Regions from separate parts of the Zea mays genome. Here region 1 is linked to region 2. A link is a contact called in public Hi-C data. All regions are on one chromosome and are shown on one strand. Each heading gives the region's core, a stretch centred on a gene start, on an enhancer-like site or on the middle of the called end of the contact. The rest is flanking DNA. Distances are from core to core; before and after follow the strand shown.

Region 1 (2,700 bases), core at 89-2,588, 360 kb after region 2:
TTGTCATAGCCACATCTCAAAAACTCAAAACTTGAGTACTTGTAATAACAAAAGCCTACAGACATAACGTAAGATAAGTCTTGGACAGCATAAGCGAATTTGCTAATGGCTGGGTAGCGAGGGTCTCAGTCGAACAGGCTGAAGCCCATGTCGTCATCAGACTCCTCCTTGGGCTCTTCCTTCTTCTCCTCTGCAGCAGGGGCAGCAGCAGCTGCAGCACCCCCAGCTGGGGCGGAAGCAGCAACTGGAGCAGCGCCACCACCTACAAACGAATTTCAATACAGCAAATTGTTAGTCCTTTCAGAATAGAACTGGAAAAATCTTATGCACAAATTCAAGACTAACAACACAAAGGGCGACAAATTAACACAATCTAGCATGAAGTTCCAGTATAAACCAGTATAAACATGCACAGGGAACTCATTAGTGGATGTAAGGTAATTCTGGAACAAAATAAGGGGCCAAATGCATCCTGAATGTACTCATGGCAATGCCTCTCCATTTCACTAGCACAATGAAGATTGGAGTCACATACATGTCAAATTTAGCATTGAAAAAAAAACTAAGGTTCAATTCAAGTAAACAGAAAGATACTTAATACTCAGTTTAGTGAGTACAAATACACAGTAAGGTTCGGTTACAATGAATGTGAGATCTTATAATGTACTACTAATCGGTCAAGTAGGACAGAACTGACCCTATCACAGGGTTGGGTAATACGAACAATATTTAAAGACGTTAAGAATTAAGATTGTAAAAAAAACTAGGGACATAACCGAATAAGGTAAATCTACAAGAATAACCACCATCCACCGGCATATAAACACACGAAAGTATCTTGATAGCAAGACAGGGTGCATACCAGATCCCACGGAGAGGATTAGATCCTCAACGCTGCGCTTCTCCAGGAGCTTAGCGAAGAGCGCCGGCCAGTAGGACTCGACCTTGATGTTGGCCGCCTTCACGATGGTGGCGATCTTCTCGGCCTGCAAACAAGAAACACCCCCCACATAACCACGCGACCGCTCAAAAAAAAGAAAACTCTGAGATTAAAAGAACACTGCAGCGTGAGAGAACGCACGGTGATGGCGATGCCGTCGTCGCTGAGGATGAGGGCGGCGTAGGTGCAGGCGAGCTCACCGGAGGCCATGGGTGCGGGCGGCTTCGTCTAACCGGACGGATCTGCGACCTCTGCTAAGAAAAGAAAAACACGACACCGAGGTTAGGCGCCAATCGCGGCGGCAGCGGCGGCAAGCAAGGGCGCGAGCCAGAGGTGGAGCCGACGGCACGTACCAGAGGGAGTGAGGCGGCGAGGAAGGTGGAGGCGCTGGAGGGTGGAGGCTTCTAGGGTTTCGGAGGGAGGCGGCGTGGGTGGACATAATATAGGTGCTTGGGTTGGTAGGGCTTTGCCAGTGGCAGAAGTTTGGGCCGTATTGGGCCTTGTCGTGGGCTTTGTTCCCTGCGTCGTCATCGCTCTTTGGGTTGGACTGACTAGGCACTTCCAGTTTTCCATAAGCCATTTTGTTTTGCTTTTGACATGCCATGCCATGCCCCGGCCGACTAAAGGTTTAAGAATCGTAATCATTTTGTTTTGCGAATTGTCATCTTCGTGTTCATCGCATGAGAAAAAAAAATGACAAAATGACATTAAAGAAACAAAGCACACACGTTAAATAATACTAGTCGATTGCCCGTGCGTTGCAAACGGCTTATAACAATACCTATATAAACTATCCAGTAAAAATATTTCAATATTTTTTATTGATTGTCTCCGCTCTCCGTATAATATATTTTTTGATTTGGCTAACTGATGTTATTATTTACTCCATTCAATATATCTTGGTACAACACGGTCAATGAAGTGAGCGACTAGAAAAGAGTTCACAGCGACTACTGAACGAATAGAGATTATAAAATGACATAATTCTACCATACATAGACCAAATAAGAAAAGTTTGTGAGCTCAAGTTTCTAAAATAAGTCACATGAACTCAAACTTATAAAAAGGATAAATCAAAATATAGAGTGATTGCTAAATTCAGGCATCAATAAAATATGGATGCGCTCTATATAAATTATGCTACTTCGTAGCAATTACTAACGCTTAAAATCAACAAATAACATTTCATTTCCTGTTATTGTGGCAAATAATTGTTGCCCCATCCAATTTAGCAACCTCAAACACCATAGAGTCCATTGCGCCAATGTGGTCTCAGAAACGACTTCATGCTTGCAAGAGCCAAGAACGTCGTGACGTGCTTGGGCTGTAGCCTCGGTCCGTAGTGCTGATCCGGCCTAAGACGATTATATATTTTTTATTTTATAAAAAACATATATACATATATATACATATTAAAAACATATAAACATGATGTTCTACTGGTTAGACAGCTTTACCCAGTGTCTCCCGCCCTTCTTACATCAGAGCAATGAGTTCAAACCCCACATCCTCCACCCTTTTTTAAATTTTACGTTGATTTAATCAAATGGTCCGACGGGCTAAAGGGCTGGCCCGGCACAGCCAGCAGGCCAACATGACGTGCCTGGACCAGTGTTATGGCCCGCGGGTGTCTGGCCCGTGCCGGGCCGCTGTTTGGCCATCTATAGACGTGTTGTCGGTGTTTTGGGTCCGATCGCGCACCCAGGGTTGTCCCTCGAGGTGCTTTTTGGGGTAGGACGGTGTTACCGACTGTAGCTCGA
Region 2 (2,700 bases), core at 184-2,683:
GCCGTGGTGTAGTGATTGCGAGGAACCGTTCGCTCGTAGCCTTGGATCATCAACGTCGAGATCTCCACTCAATCGAGTTATCGTATCTCACTGAAGATCGGGCCGCGTCTACTATCATATGTGCTATATTTCGGGGTATGAGTTCGAGTTCGGTTCCTAACCTTTAAAACCCGAATAGACCGAATAACCCGAGATATTAAAAAGCTCTTAATATGTAATGTTATTATTATATGATTTATGAACTTATTAGCTAAAAATAATGATATCATCTTAAAGATAGTATATATATCTTTGTATGCTAATTTTTATAGTCACTTGTTGTAATAATAGTACTTTTAATTAATTATTCGTTATATATATTTTAACAAAACATACTAATCTCTCTACAATTTGGGTCGATTCGGTGGACCGAATAGACCGAACCGAAATTGTGAGTCTATTCAGGTTTGATTTCTATTTTTTTTTGAAAATTTCGGTTTTCATTTTTCACAACCCGAAATTTCACAAACCCGAATAGACCGAACCAAATTACCCGACCGAATGACCAGCCCTAATCTAGACAATGCCAGTTTACCAATGGAGAAATAATGCACGCTGTTTCACGTACTCTCTCAAGTTTAGGGTAGCCTTTTATTGCAAATACCTTACTCCCATGGTTTCCCTGTGAAAAGCTTTTAGATAACATGTTACAATAATGAAAAAAGCTTTTGCACCTTCGCTAAAAGGTTACCATGAACACTCTCTGTATCACTGTTTTTGAATCGGTCGAATATTTGAGTTTCCCTTTGCTCAGCAATGCTCTGAAAGAAATGTTTCAGATACTCCATCTGTTCTAATTTATAGTTCGTTTGACGGGTTCGTCTTATTAAAAAAATTCATAATAATTATTATTTTTTACTATGATATCGTCTACTCTATAATATAATTAAAGCCTAGCTTTAAATTTTTTTTGCAAAAAAATGAATAAAATGAGATGGTCAAACTTTGTAAAAAATCAAACGAATTATAAATTAGAACAGAAGGAGTATTACATAAAAGCTTGTGCGTTTTCCACAGTGATTTTGAGCGACCTTATTGATCTTATCTGAAAGATACTCATCCGTCGCGCTCATCTTTTGCTGGTTGAACCAAAGAGCCCACTAATGGAAAAAAACAACACGCAAATTCTTGTTCCAGAACATTTCCAAAACATATATCACAAGTCCAAATCCTAAAGCAGAAACAAGCCAATTTCTGAGATGTTTTATCTTATACCACAAAACAAAATAATGAAATTCCATCAGAAAAAGCTTCAGTAAACGTGTACCGGGCCGAAACGTCCCGAGCCCATGGGCGAAGCCCAACAAGCGGCCCAGCACGAAACGTCGGAGCCCTAGCGAAAATCCTCAGCGCCGCCGCGCACTATAAGTAGCGCCTCCAAACCCTAGGCTGCTACGCGCTTCCTCTCGCCCTCGCTCCTCCGCCGCCGCCGCCGCCGCATCAAGCCCCCGCCCCGCCGTCGCCTGAGGTAGACACCAATCCGCCGCCATGGGGCGTATGCACAGCCGCGGGTAACCCTCCCGTCCTCGTCCTCGTAACACTGGTGCTATTGCTTCTAGTGTGGTGAATCTGTGTGCTGATGGCGGCTGCGTGGCTCCGTGACGCAGGAAGGGTATCTCATCGTCGGCGCTTCCCTACAAGAGGACGCCTCCTACCTGGCTCAAGACCGCTGCCTCCGACGTGAGAGCCTTCTCCTCTCCTTCGACTCCATTGCATTCGGCCGTCGTCTGGTTCCGCTATTGTTGGGATTGCGGATTTGGTTCGCTGACGTGTGTTCATCGCCTGGTAGGTGGAGGAGATGATCACAAAGGCAGCGAAGAAGGGACAGATGCCGTCGCAGATCGGCGTCCTGCTCCGTGACCAGCACGGTATCCCCCTTGTCAAGAGCGTCACCGGCAGCAAGATCCTCCGCATCCTCAAGGCCCATGGTGAGAACTACATCCCTATCGCTCGATTCACATGTTGCCAGTGGCGAAGCCTGAGGTACAGTGAGTGTGAGGCTGGCAAATCTAAACCTTCATCAGGAAAATATACCAAGATACGGAAGCATCCTTTATAGAATTGCAAAACCAGGAGGGGTCATGGCCCTAATGAAGCTCCACCTCGGCTTGTCGGTATTTTGTGATTTGTACTGTAATCATGTTTCATGTGCACGTGTAGGGCTGGCACCAGAAATCCCCGAGGACCTGTACTTCCTCATCAAGAAGGCGGTGGCGATAAGGAAGCACCTTGAGAGGAACAGGAAGGACAAAGACTCTAAATTCAGGCTCATTCTTGTGGAGAGCAGGATCCACCGCCTTGCCCGCTACTACAAGCGCACAAAGAAGCTTCCACCCACCTGGAAGTAGTAAGTCAACCAGAACCCATTCCTTGCCTCAACCATGGAGTTGCGAACTGTCAGTTATCTTGGTGATTTGTATCATGTGTTTGATGTGAGAGTCAATGTGCACCAATACTACATAGGAGCTGTTCTAGACACATTAGTTGTGTGTGGTATGCTTTTATTCTAATCAACTGAAGCTAGATATGCATATCATGGGCTCTGTTGTATCTACAAGGGCGGAGGTTTAGGCAATCGTGTTTACTATTTCACTGTTGTTCTGATTGTAGTCTTTGTGAGCACCAGATAAATTGTCAAAATACATACTATTTGACTTTAAT

Evidence for each region. A called contact is a pair of places that touch in the nucleus more often than the background predicts.
Region 1: a Hi-C map of ear shows a contact between it and region 2, with 2.5 times the contacts expected there. The contact joins the promoter of LOC100282819 here to the promoter of LOC542726 in region 2. A contact is called at or near these places in 2 of 25 Hi-C or Micro-C datasets (ear and tassel).

What each region holds. Positions count from the first base shown.
Region 1 is chr4:39,984,595-39,987,294 of Zm-B73-REFERENCE-NAM-5.0, forward strand. LOC100282819 (60S acidic ribosomal protein P1) reads right to left here and starts at 1,339. Exons shown (of 4, transcript NM_001294271.2): 1 at 1,294-1,339; 2 at 1,082-1,191; 3 at 863-986; 4 at 1-262. The coding sequence starts at 1,150. The coding sequence ends at 126.
Region 2 is chr4:39,628,395-39,631,094 of Zm-B73-REFERENCE-NAM-5.0, forward strand. It overlaps LOC542726 (ribosomal protein13), which reads left to right and starts at 1,434. Exons shown (of 5, transcript NM_001112238.3): 1 at 1,434-1,550; 2 at 1,647-1,719; 3 at 1,829-1,967; 4 at 2,200-2,386. The coding sequence starts at 1,528.